Regions from separate parts of the Mus musculus genome. Here region 1 is linked to region 2. Evidence: chromatin contacts called from public Hi-C data. All regions are on one chromosome and are shown on one strand. Each heading gives the region's core, a stretch centred on a gene start, on an enhancer-like site or on the middle of the called end of the contact. The rest is flanking DNA. Distances are from core to core; before and after follow the strand shown. Region 1 has its middle 99 kb from the start of Gm45949. Region 2 overlaps Atxn1 (ataxin 1).

The links. Hi-C and Micro-C count contacts between places; a contact is called where the count stands out from the background.
Region 1: a contact with region 2 is called in a Hi-C map of cerebral cortex, with 3 times the contacts expected there. The contact joins two enhancer-like sites. A contact is called at or near these places in 2 of 15 datasets of contacts at CTCF or cohesin (the NIH/3T3 cell line and pro-B cells), 21 of 484 Hi-C or Micro-C datasets (the C2C12 cell line, the G1E-ER4 cell line, bone marrow-derived macrophages and 14 more), 8 of 115 datasets of contacts at active chromatin or transcription factors (astrocytes, cardiomyocytes, craniofacial prominence and 5 more) and 1 of 9 other capture datasets (embryonic stem cells).

Annotation. Positions count from the first base shown.
Region 1 is chr13:46,157,496-46,164,083 of GRCm38.p6, reverse strand. No RefSeq gene overlaps it. Among named protein-coding and RNA genes, the nearest start is that of Gm45949, 99 kb to the right of the region's middle. Within about 2 kb of position 1,968, at least 77 of the 459 cell types and tissues checked have an H3K27ac peak or open chromatin away from gene starts, as enhancers often do. A contact at or near this core is called in cerebral cortex, where this site is marked.
Region 2 is chr13:45,560,848-45,567,626 of GRCm38.p6, reverse strand. Atxn1 (ataxin 1) reads left to right here. Exons shown (of 8, transcript NM_009124.6): 7 at 1-1,054. Among named protein-coding and RNA genes, the nearest start is that of Gm34582, 39 kb to the right of the region's middle. Within about 2 kb of position 2,511, at least 8 of the 459 cell types and tissues checked have an H3K27ac peak or open chromatin away from gene starts, as enhancers often do. A contact at or near this core is called in cerebral cortex, where this site is marked.

The sequences.
Region 1 (6,588 bases), core at 719-3,218, 600 kb before region 2:
ACAGGCATTGTGTAGAACTCATTCCCCCCAGACCCTGAATCTTGGACACTCTCTCCGAATCAACAGTACCCATCTTTGTGAAAGAAGCCAGATGGACTCTGTAAAGACTCTCACTGTAAACATGCCTTAAATTTGTTCTACACTTAGGACTGGGTTATAATTGTTATCAGAAAAAAAATGTCCCAAAAGTGTGCTGTCCTTACATGAACCAACTGGAGTCAGACTCTCAAAGTTTGAATGCAGAGTCACACTGAACTGAGTTCCATTCTTGTCTTATTCTTGTATTATTTGAGGGACTCCCTCCCCTGCCTCCACAGGCTTTAATCTTCCTGTTTTGTTTTGTTTTTTTCATAACCTCTACTCTTTCCATCTGTGCTCATTACTCTAGGCTGGCCAATGTCTCTAAAAGCTGAAACTGAAAATTTGTGTCCTTGGAATACCAGCATCCTCCTGGCAGCCTGCTTCCCTCACCTGTGTTAACTACTCAGCCCTGGTGGGGTTGAGCTCACAACCCCTGATGTTATTGGCATTGGAACTAAATGTGCCACACATACATTTGGGACAAAGGAGTTACCCAGGCTGGGAGATGAGATAGTTTTCCACAGTGGAGATCCAAGAAGGGTACATCACAAAGAGCCCAAGGGGACAAGTGAGGTGGCTCTGGGGATCAAAGCTCTTGCTACCAAGCCTGATGACCTGAGTTTAATTCCCTGGACTCGATGTAGGACTAAAAGAACTAACTCTGGTAATTTTTCTTCTGATCTCCGTAAGCATACACCAAGCACATGTGTTTGTGAATACACACACAGACACACACACAGAGACACACAGAGACACAAACAATACACAGACACACACAGACACATACACAGACACACACAGAGACACACAAACACACACAAACAACACACAGAAACATACAGGCACACACAGAGACACTAACAACACACAGACACACACAGGCACACAGATACAAAAACAAGCACACACAGGCACACAGATACAAAAACAAGCACACACAGACACACACATAAACACACACACACAGACAAACACATTCACACACACGGGCACAGAGACACACAGACAAAGACACACAGGAACACAGAGAAACAGACACACACACCGACAAAGACACAGACATACACACATACACACACAGATACACACACAGATAAACACATTCACACACACAGGCACACAGAGACACACAGACACAGGGACAAAAACATACACACAGAGACAGACAAACAGGCAGACACACAGAGATACACAGGCACACAGACATACACACAAAAACACATTCACACACACATTCACACAGAGACACACACATTCACACAGAGACACACAGACAAAGACACACACAGGCACACAGAGACATACAGACACACACACAGATACAGACAGACAGACAGACACACACACGTAGACACACACACACACACACACACACAGAGGCTGTGAAGAACTGTTTTCCCAGCCCAGGCTTATTTTACAGGCAACCCAATATACCTCAGACGACTTGATTTTTTTCACGTGAAATCTCTTTTTCATGTCATCAGGGATTCTTTTCCCCTCCTGCCTGCTTTGGGCTATTCTCCTATCCAAGGTGGCCTTCCAATTGTCCTCTACAGTTCCCATCCCTCTGGATTCAGCTTCCTGAGTTACCTACTTTGCCTCCTCAGAAGTTCCTACTTCTCAGTAGAGAAGCTGTGTGTTCTTCTGACTTCCTCAGACCGAAGGATAAGCTCCTTAAGTTTGCATGTTTATATATTCATCTAAATCCTCCTACCACGCAGCTGAGGATGGACACAAACCTATCTTGCAGCCTTCAAAACAGGGGAAGCGCTTCCCAATAGCAGCCACTAGAGGTCGCTCATCCACACACTCTTGCCCGGCCCAGGTTCCCGACTGCACATGGATTACTAGACAAGCTGGAAGTAGGGCAGGCTGTCTTTATTTCTTTTTCTCTCCAACACAGCCTCGGGCCATCAGAGCTTCTGATGTCAGGGTCCCTGCCGTGCAAGCTGCAGAACAGAAAGCGCTGCGAATCACAAAGGTCACTGCCTCTGCTCTTTGCATCCACTGCTCACCTGAAATCTTCTGCTTCTCCGCCAAGAGCCCCAGCCCAGGTTCTGATTGCTTTTTCCCAGCTCCAGTGTTCCCGAAGTGGGAGGGGGAGCATGTGACCACTGAGTGCAATGTATATGCGTGCTTACAGATTATGCCTCAGATCAGCGATGTGTGGAGAAAGATTTCCACACACATGCTACTCCTATGATCCTCGGGGAGTTTCTGAGCTGGGCACAGCGCTGGCCTTTGCATAATAAGCCCTAGCAAATGGGCCAAGCTTAAGGTAGAGACAGTGATCAGATCATACTTAAGAGACTTCATGAGCCCAAAGCACCACTATGAAGCAGTAAGTTGGGAGATCGGACTAATGCTGTAGATGGGTGGGAAGGGAAGAAATGAAGGCAGCTCTAGCTCAGAGAAATATGAGCCTTGCGTGGCTGAGAGCCTAGCATGGTGTCCTGTGGGCATTTAGGGGGCGGGCAGAATGCCGATGGGAGTTGACAGTGACTCATTCAAGTGGCCGTGTCACTTGTAAACATCCAGGGAGTGTGCAGATGCTGGGAAGCAAGCTAGCACAGTGTGGATGAGTGAAGTTCTGGCTGCCAACCCCCCTAAAAGCAAGCTCAAGCATGCCACCGGCAGTTTCTAAAGTAGCGTTTAGACCTGCTGGCCAACTTCAAAGGGAAGGCACCCTGATCAAAAGGCTGTATTCATGAGCATGTGCAGCTGGACTCCCTGTGCTCTGGCATTGATTAGCCATGAGTTAAGCCCTCTGTACCTCAGCTTGCTCACATATGAAATGGGACTGATAGTCCTAGCCCCCCACCCCCCCCCAACCCCCGCCTCACAGGTGTGGCTAGACACAAAGTCCTTAGAGTATAGTGCCTGGTGCAGGTCCAGGGTAGAGTCACATGTTACTGAGTTTGAAATGCAGCATCAGGACATCATTGAGCCAACTTGTGTACACACATCTAGACAAGCAAGACATCGAGAAACTATGCTTTCCAAATGGTCTTCTTGTTCTGGCGTAGCAAGTCGGTAGGGACACCTGGGAGCAGAGTTGGATTGCCTTTGCCCTCTCTCTCTCTCTATCCCTGCAGGCCACCAGTAGTGTGTGTATTGTCACACTGGGAGGCTATGCTAGAAGATCCTGGGGTTTTCACCATGCCAGGTCACAAAGAGCCCTGATTTACAGCCCTGTAACAACACTACTTTTAAAGAAGTCTCTCACCTTGCCTTAAAGCCTTGAAGTGGCCACCAACTCTACCTCCCTGTGAATGGGGCTGCTCTCAGGTCTCCATTTTCAGAACAGAGAGGTATCGTCCATATGAAAGATCATGTTCCGCAAGTAGCTCCACCCCCTACCCCCAATCAGCTTCCCCAGAGTATCCAAGAGCCACCAGCCCTGGGAGGCCCACTGTTCATTCTGACACTGAGCAACAAAATAACATTCCTTGACTAGCTCAAACCACCTGGAACCTCGACATTGTGGGTGGGTCCAGTTTCAAGGCAGAAAGGGGTCCCGATTGTCTTGCCGCTGAGATACAATGTAGCTCTGTCTGGTCTTCCATCCAGGCCATTGGGGGCTCCTCCAAATCTTACAGCACCTCATCTGAGTAGTTTTCCAGTTTGGGAAATAGGGGTTCAGAGAGTACAGGCTGGCCTTGAACTCCCCAAGGATGACTCTCTACTTCTGATCCTCTTGTCTCTATCTCCCAAGTGCTAGGATTACCACCCTCAGCTTCCAGTTTCCATTGCCTTCCACAAATCAGATCCTTAAACAGCTTCGATCGCCTTGTACACATTTTTCAAGACCATAGCTGCAAACTGGGGCATGCTTGATTGGAGAGCAATAACCATCATCGATTTTCCACCTCCGTAGCCCTTAATCACTTTAAATTTCATTTCCAGGTCAATTACTCCATGTGACCTCTTGCTGGTAACATTAGCAGCAGATTTTTATATTTAGGGTCCACGATGAACAGAGCATGAGGTTAAATCAAGCACCAGAGAACGATGCTATCAACACACACTGTAAACCTAAACACAGGATCAAAGGATTCAATGGCGAGTCACACATCGTGTTTACAGTAAGTCCCCCCCCCCCACTAAGATAAATTGTGCTGGTCAGTTTTAACTATCTGCTTGAACCTAGGATCACCTGGGAAGAGAGTCTTAATGGGGAATTATCTAGACCAGCTTGGCCTGTGGCTATGTCTGTGGGGGATGCGTTTTTGATTATTAACAGAGGTGGGAAGGTCTACCCTGAACACAGGTGGGACCATTTCATAGGCTTAGCCCTGAACTGATCAGTGGGGGAAAGAGCGATCTGAGCACAAGAAAGCAGGTAGCGCGTGCAGATGAGATTCAGTCTGTCTTCGACTGTGGCTTTGATGTGGCTAGCTGTGTGAGTTCCTGTCGTGACTTCTCCGAAATGATGGACATCATCATCAAGTGTTGCGCATGTATACAGCTTTTACGGTGTCGGTGTGCATTTACATAACTGCCACATTGGTGGTTTAGTTCACATAAGCACGGTCACAGATTCGCATGACTTATTGTACTGCGATATAAATGTCGTGAAGCTCCAAGGGTTTCCCAGTTTCAATATAGCCTTAGAGGTCCACCGCTCTTCATTGGTTGATACAATGCTGAGTTTGATGACATCTGTGCCCTTTCTTACTATTACTGCTATGTTTGGGTTGTATCGATGTTTTACCCCAGGGAATGTACAACTGCTGAGTTATATTCTTTGCACATCCTGAGGTTACCAGCACATGTCTAGGGGGTGACAGAAAGAAGAACCATCCTGAGTTTCACAAGAACATGACTAATTTTCTAACAGCATATCACACTTTCCCTACACCTCGATTATAAGATACGGATACCTTGTTCCCCCTCAAAGTGTTACCTGATTTCTCTGTCATCTATTTTCAAAAGTCGCGTACTCTGTGCAAGAATGAATTTGGGTCTTGTTTTGGAAGTGTTGGCTGTCAGAATCTTGAAAAAACAAAGTGCATCTTTGGTTGGCCAAAGGCACTTCTACTTGGTGACATAAACCTGACTAAAAAGATCCCTTAATGAGAGTATTATGTATGTTCACATATTTACTGTCTAATATGAAAAAAAAATAAAAGAGCAAATAACATGCCAGGAACTTTTACACAGAGCAACTAAACTCCATATATATATATATATATATATATATATATATATATATATATATATATATATATGTAGTGTTTCCAGGTATAAGCCAAAATGTAATCATTATTATTTTTTTTTGCAGTACAGTAATTGCTTTCTTGAAATTTTTAATCCCAAGGTAGCAATGATAGCCAGTTCACCCTGTCCCCTCATGCACACGTGCTCACATGTGCTCAAACCCACGAGCGGCTTCTTGGCTAAACTGACTGGTGCTTGATGAAATGGGTGCGTTCGGTTTTAGCGATGAATGGTGGCATTTTGGAAAGGAAGGAGGCGGGGGACCTGCTCCACAGATGTAAAAGAACCATCCCACTTCCATGGGCAAGGAAAAGCAATGAGATATTAAGAAGTTACAAAGAAGTTCATCTTGTTATATATTGTTAAACTCCCACTATGACCTCTGGAGTTGTCTGCTAGGAAATGAGTGAGTGAGAATTGGGTGAGGCGGGACATGGGGTGGATATGGCAGAGTTAACGGGGGGCGGGGAGGGGAGGGGGGCTCTCATTAGAGAACAGGCTTCTAGGAAATAACAACAAAAGTGTCAAAATAAAATATACTAAGAGAAAAAAAAAAGCCTATCATATCGAAGCTGGACAAGTCAAGCCAACAGAAAAATAAAAGAACCCCAGAGACATGCTTGTTCATACATTCAGGAGTCTCATAAAAACACTAAACCAAAAGCTATAATGTATAACCAGAGGGCCTGGTAGAGACCTCTGTAGGCCCTGTGATTGCTGCTTCAGTGTTTGTGAGTTCATAGGGAGTTGGCTCATTTGTTTTAGAGAACTTTGTTCTCCTGGTGTCTTCCATTCCCTCTGGGCACATAGACACTGCAGCTGTCTTCAGACACACCAGAAGAAGGCATCAGATCCCATTACAGATGGTTGTGAGCCACCATGTGGTTGCTGGGAATTGAACTCAGGACATCTGGAAGAGCAGTCAGTGCTCTTAACCACTGAACCATCTCTCCAGCCCAGCTCTTACATTTCTTTCTGCCTCCTCTTCAGCAAGATTACCTGAGCTCTGAGGAGAGGGGTTTGATGGAGACATTTTGTTTAAAGCTGAGTTTCAATCTCTCTCTCTCTCTCTCCCTCCCTCCCTTCTTTACCACTCTCCTCCTGCCCCATTTGCATCCCTGTCCCTCCTTTTGTCTGAGATGTGACAGTTTTACTCTGACACATGCCACTATCACAGTGTGTCGCCACTGGGCAGTGTACTACACTGTACACTACAGTGTACTACTACTGGCTGTGGGTCTCTATTTGTTTTCATCTACTGTAGGAAAAAGTCTCTCTGATGATGGC
Region 2 (6,779 bases), core at 1,262-3,761:
GGTGGTTGTGCAATATAGTGATGCCGGAGGCCACTTTGTTCCTCGAGAGTCCACCAAAAAAGCCGAGAGCAGCAGGTTGCAGCAGGCTATGCAAGCCAAGGAAGTCCTGAATGGGGAGATGGAGAAAAGCCGGAGGTATGGGGCATCATCTTCTGTGGAGCTGAGCCTAGGCAAGGCAAGCAGTAAGTCAGTGCCTCATCCCTATGAGTCCAGGCATGTGGTGGTCCACCCAAGCCCAGCAGACTACAGCAGTCGTGATACCTCCGGGGTCCGTGGATCTGTGATGGTTCTGCCTAATAGCAGCACACCCTCAGCCGACCTGGAGGCCCAGCAGACCACGCATCGAGAGGCCTCCCCATCCACCCTCAATGACAAGAGCGGCCTGCACCTAGGGAAGCCGGGCCACAGGTCTTATGCGCTGTCCCCCCACACGGTCATTCAGACCACACACAGTGCATCAGAGCCTCTCCCGGTGGGCCTACCAGCCACGGCCTTCTACGCTGGCACTCAACCTCCTGTCATCGGCTACCTGAGCGGCCAGCAGCAAGCAATCACCTATGCTGGTGGTCTGCCGCAGCACCTGGTGATCCCAGGTAACCAGCCCCTGCTCATCCCGGTGGGCAGCCCTGACATGGACACGCCTGGGGCAGCCTCGGCCATCGTGACGTCATCACCCCAGTTTGCTGCAGTACCTCACACGTTTGTCACCACCGCCCTGCCCAAGAGCGAGAACTTCAACCCAGAGGCTCTGGTCACCCAGGCTGCCTACCCAGCCATGGTGCAGGCCCAGATCCACCTGCCGGTGGTGCAGTCCGTGGCGTCCCCCACCACGGCGTCTCCCACGCTGCCGCCATATTTCATGAAAGGCTCCATCATCCAGCTGGCCAACGGGGAGCTGAAGAAGGTGGAGGACCTGAAGACGGAGGATTTCATCCAGAGTGCAGAGATTAGCAATGACCTCAAGATCGACTCCAGTACTGTGGAGAGAATCGAGGAGAGCCACAGCCCCGGGGTGGCCGTGATACAGTTTGCTGTTGGTGAACACCGAGCCCAGGTAACCCTCACCAGGGTCATACAGGTAGGGGGCCCCTACTCCCGTTCTATCATCTCCTGGCATGGTGATTACATCAGGTAGGGTTCCCATGGTAACCTGGGGACCGAAGGGTGTGTGTGGAAGGAGAGAGAGAGAGAGAGAGAGAGAGAGAGAGACTCTTCAGGGCTGAAGAAGAGTTCCCTTAAGAGAGAGCCACCACAGATAGTATACTTGGCAGGTCCTAAAGATGTGTCGGGGGTTGGGGCTCTTGTTCTTCTAGGTTTAGGGTCATATGAGGAGTGGGTAGGGGTAGCTTAATACCACATGACCTAAACTACATGCCAAAAGTCACAAAGTAGGAAAACAGACACCCGGTATGTTCTCAGCTTCACAGTATCTAACTGATGTCCACTAATCTGATCCTCCTGCCTCTGTCTCCAAAGATACGGGATTATAGGCAAGAACCACCATGCCCAGTTTATTTGGTATTGGGCATCCAGCCCAGGACCTTATGCCTGCTAGGCAAGGACTCTGCTAATTGAGCTACATCTTGTTCACCTTTCCAGAATCTTAAATCATCTTCCAGCATTTATCCAGAGCCTACTCATATGCAACAGCAGCTTTACTGACCACATTGCTGAGTCGGCCAGGCTTGTCCCCATCCCCACCCCTCCCAACCCGCTCCATGGGCAAATCTCCCACAAGATCAGATGTGGGATCTTGGTCGAGGTCACAGGCCCTGCTTCCCTGAAGCCTTTTAACCTAGAATGTTCTTTATGGATGTATGCCCCAGTCATTCAGTATTTGGTAAGACCAAGAAAGTTTTCTGAAAAGTTCTGAGTCTGAGGAGAAGATGGTGGCATGTTTATTTAGAGCATATAAGGCTATTGCTCACATCTTACGTAAAATGACATCAGCTCAATGGGCTCTCACGCCCTAGGTGAACCATGGAAATGGACTAAGATGTGTTCTTCCTCAGTTTTAGCCCTTAGAATGCAAGTCTGACCAGAGGCAATCAGGCAAAGCTCTGATTGATTTATTTCAATGCTGGGAATTGAACCCAACAATCTTTCTGTGTTTATCCCTGCTTGGAAATCCTCAAAAATGAGTATTCAAACCGCGAAGACACTGGCTTTGCTGTGAGGTCAGACCACGCTCTCCCCCTGACCATCCCCAAAGTGTACATGTGCGCACACGCGCGTGCACACACACACACACACCATTGCCTGACAGCAGGGGTCCCAGCAGTGTGATGGACAGACAGACCATCTATATCTCTCCTGTCATGGAAAGTGCCTTTGCAAAGCTAGACCAGAGAGGCCTGTGGTCTGCTAATGAGACTTCTTGGGTTTGGGGCCATGGAAATAAAAGAACAAGGCTCAGACCCAACCAGTGATTTGTGGCTTTATTTTAGAAGCCTATCAGAGATCGGCTGACATCATCACAGCTGAAATGCTCCACAAGCCGTGCTTGCACACGCAGCAGGCTTGAAATCACAGAGCCAGACGGAGAAAAAGGGAGAGAGGGGGAAGCCCAGTAAGGGAGAAAGAATGACAGCAGATTTAATTGATCTTGCAATGGCAGCCCTCCTTCTCCAGTATCTCTGGGAAGACCTTTCTCCCTAGCCTGAGCAGATGTCTGGGTCTCTGCAACTGGTTAGATACAGCTCACAGCAACACCCACAGGGAAATATAGAAATAAGCGAATTGTTGGACTTCTGGAGCAAAATCCCAAAATCAGTTAGGGAACTTGTGGAAGAAAGATGGTTTCTCTCAGACAGAAATAGCTTTGTGACCCTAGACATAAGTTCTACAGGAACAGAAATCTGCAAGGAGGGATGGCTTCAGAAAACCTCCAAGGTCCTTCCCAGAGAACACTGAGGGGCAGTGAGGAGAGCTGGAAGCCCAGATGTGCATTTGTGTGGGGCAAGTGGTTTTCCCATGCTTCCCCAGTGGATGTTCTCTCTTTTCTAAAACAGGCTAACCTAAGGATGCTGTATAAAGACAATCTTCTCATCTTGTAGGGTTTGGTTTGGTTTTGTTTTCCATTGTTGTTTGGGGTTTTAAATTTTATGTGTGTGTTTGTCTATGTGTGTCTATGTGTGTATGTGTATGGTGTCTGTGTGGGTATCTATGTATCTGTCTGTGTATATGTATGTGTGTCTGTCTATGGAGGTATGGGGGTATATGTGTGTATGTGTGTGTCTATGGTGTATGTGTGTGGTGTGTGTATATCTGTGTCTGTGTGACTGTCTATGGAGTATATGTGTGTATATATGTCTGTGGTGTACTGTATGTCTATCTATGAGATATATGTGTGTGGGTGTGTGGGTGTGTCTATGGTGTGTATATGTATGGCTCTGTCTATAGAGTTTATATGTATGAGTGTGTCTGTGGTACGTGTGTCTGTCTGTCTGTCCATAGTGTGTATGTATGTGTCTATGCTGTACATAATGTTTGTGTGTGTTGGAATCTAGTTCCTTGTACATCACCAGACAAAAGTTGTACTACTTAAGGTTTCTGCCCTTCACCTTCCTCATCTGTTTGTTTGCTTGGTTTTGTTTGAAACCTTTGATTTTCTGTCTTCCAGAACAAACCTGGTTGTTTTTATTTGCTTCAGTGATCAAAAGTTAAAAGTATATTCAGGGAATATTCTAGAGGCATCCAGATAATCAGACATGGATATTGTAGGAACAGAAGTAGGTATTTGTGTTGGTGACTGTTGGGGAGGGGAAGGAGAGAGAGAGAGAGGTGGGGGAGAATTTTATGTCTAAGAGTGTAGGTGCAAAAGCCTGTAGAGCCCATGAGGAAGCAGGGAAGGATGGTGGCTGTCTACCTCTCTCCCTCCCTGCCTTACTACCGTAATACCTTCAGATGAGAATGCTTTCCTTTAGTCTAGGCTGGCTGGCCAGCAAACCCTGGAAATGTATGCTCTAATATGCTGGTGTTACAAGCATACATAGCCACCCTGGATTTTCACATGGGTGTTGGGGATTCAAACTCAGGTCCTCTTGTTTGTGTGGCAAGAGTACCATTACCCACAGAGCCATGTTCCCACGCCCTTGGCCACTATTAAGTTAGGAGCTGAATCCTAACTTCTCTCACATAACTTTCTCTTGTGGAAAGATGCCTCCAATGTTGTCTCTGTCTGGCATTTATGATGAGGAAGTAATATTATAGTATAATGCTTTTTCTATGTTTGTCATCCACCATCTCTGGCTTTGCTGCACAGTGCACTGTTACACCCTTGTAGAACAGCGCTATGGCACAGACTATAAGCATCTGTCCCTAAGACTGTGTTTGCCAAGGAAAGCAAGCTCTTTCCTCTCTAGGTAGACAAGTAGAGCATCCCACAAAGGCAGGTTCGGCCTGGGAGCCCCACAGGACATCAGATTTCTTTCTTTGGGTTAGTTCCCAAATATATCCCACTTCCTGTTCCTAGTATTGAGCCATAAGCCTGGGGCATGGCTCAGCTATGGGATCCGGAGTAAAGAAAGAAAAAGAAAAGAAAAAGGAATTAGTATCATGGTATGATGCAAGTTTATGAGCTGGGGAAATGCATTTGTAGATACACCAAACCCAAAATGTCTCAGTGTGTCCTCCATACCTGGTGGCCCTGGCACTTGGCACAGTGTTCATTATTCTGTAAGCAACGTTGACCCTGAAAAGGGAGAGGTTTGCTTCTGGAGAGAAAATACACCATTGTCTGCTCTGAAAATAACTTACAGAAGAAAGTCTTCTCAACACTAGTCAGAAAGATGGCTTTCTCCGTGAAGCCAGCAAAGCCACCCTGAGCCTGCCTCTCTCCTTGTTGTCTGTCCCAGTGCTGAGGAAGGCCATTGCTCCCACTTCTACTAGGTAGTCTAAATGGACACTCTAGCTGGCATGAGTATAGGTATCCAGCCAGCAGTAGGAGCCAGATATGAGTGAGGACCAGAAGTCCACCCCTTCAGAGCAGCACGAGGACCCGTGTACAAAGTTAGAAATCAGCAGCCGTCATCACCACTAGGGAAGCTCCTATCCAAGAGCACACCACTGGCTAGCCACTTTTGGCTTCTGTCCTCAGTGCCTCCTGGTGGACAGCAGCCTGCTCATCTCTGCCCCTGGACATCAGCTTTTCTGAAGAGCACCCAGGACGCACTCAGCAGCACCTTGGTAAAGCGTGCCATTTGTAAAGTGCTCTGGCCCGCTGCTGCCGCTCTCCTCCTCCTCGATGCTGAGCTCTGTGTTATTAGGGCTGTCTGTCACTTCCCAGGTCCTCCTGAGGTGACTGCTTCCCTGGCTTCCTTGGTGGCTTCTTTATATTCACTGTTGCTTCCCTTCCCCCCGTGTGGGCAGGTGCACACGCTCCCGTGGCGGGCTAGGATGCTGTGCTCGCTGTGTGTGGATGGATGGCTTTTCTTTCATTCCGCTATTTCTCAGTTTGACTGCTGTGGACTGTGAGTCACTGGTGGTGATGTTTTAATGGATTAGCTGGATCCTAAAAATAGGCCAGGCACTCATGCAAGCAGTAAATAAGCCTGAAGAGTCAGTCCCTTAGCTACCAGGAGAAGCATGCTCAACAATATCTGCTGTCCAGGCTGGTAGAAACAAAAACAAATCCATCAAAACACAAATGGTCCGTGGCCTGACTGAAGGCCATGTGCTAGGTCTATGGACCAGTTGTCAATGATACCTTACTTCCAATCAGTTCTGATGTCAAAAGGCTCTCTCTAGGAAACTGCATCAAACCATTCTTGTGTGTCTTTTGATCCACGAGGTGGCACAGGACTGTAGTCCTAGCTACCTAGGCAGGAGGATTACTTGAGCCTGGAAGTTTGAGAGGAGCTTGGGTATCGTAGCCATCAAAATAGAAGAAACCTGTTGCTCTTCAATCATTTTAGGGTATAAGTGTCCCCTACTTGATGGTCTTATTCTTGATGACAAGTTGCTTTAGACCATGGTCTTTACGGCTTGGCTTTATTTTACTTTGTCTTAAGGTATCACCCTACCTGACCTTAAACTCTTGGCAGTCCCCCTGCCTCAGACTTCTGAGAGCCAAAAATGCTCCCACAAAAAGGCTAAGTCATGTGACTAGAGGCTTTTAAATAGAACGCTCCCCGATCCTTTCACACTTTACTGAAGAGCTTGAAAGCTTTTATTAATGATTTTGAAACACTGAAATCAGTAGCTCACTCTCAGCCCACTTCATCCTCACTGTGGAGTCCTCTGCTTTGCTTTGTGTTGGGAACATAGTCCTGCAGTTCCTTCTCAGAGGAAAAGAGCAGGTTTAAAAAAAGAAAAAAAAGATTTTGTAATTTCACCCCGCAGGCAATCAGGAGCTCCATGCTCAGTAATCTAACCCAAAGGAAGACTTACTCACTAAAGCAGCCTCAGGGATGCGGATGACTTCTAGCTCCAGGAGGAGCTAGAGGAAGAGATGGTGCTAACTTGGGTTGAGAGAGGAAAGCTTGGTGAGGCAGACACCGTTCACATTTGTGAAAACAGGAAGCCTCCGGAAGGAAGAAGAGACGTGTTTAAACAACAGACGGTCCCTCTTCCTTCTGCCCTGCTTTTGGGGAAATGTCCATATGTGTGTGTGTGAGGATGCAGTACTAATCTAAGATTGAAATATGCAATCAAACAGCAGAACTATCTATGTGTGCGTAGTGTTTAGATACAGTCCTTGTTGACTAACTCATTACCGGGATTTTGTGGCGTTTCTCACATTGACGCAAGCTAAGTGCAATGTGAAAAGCTAGTCCTTA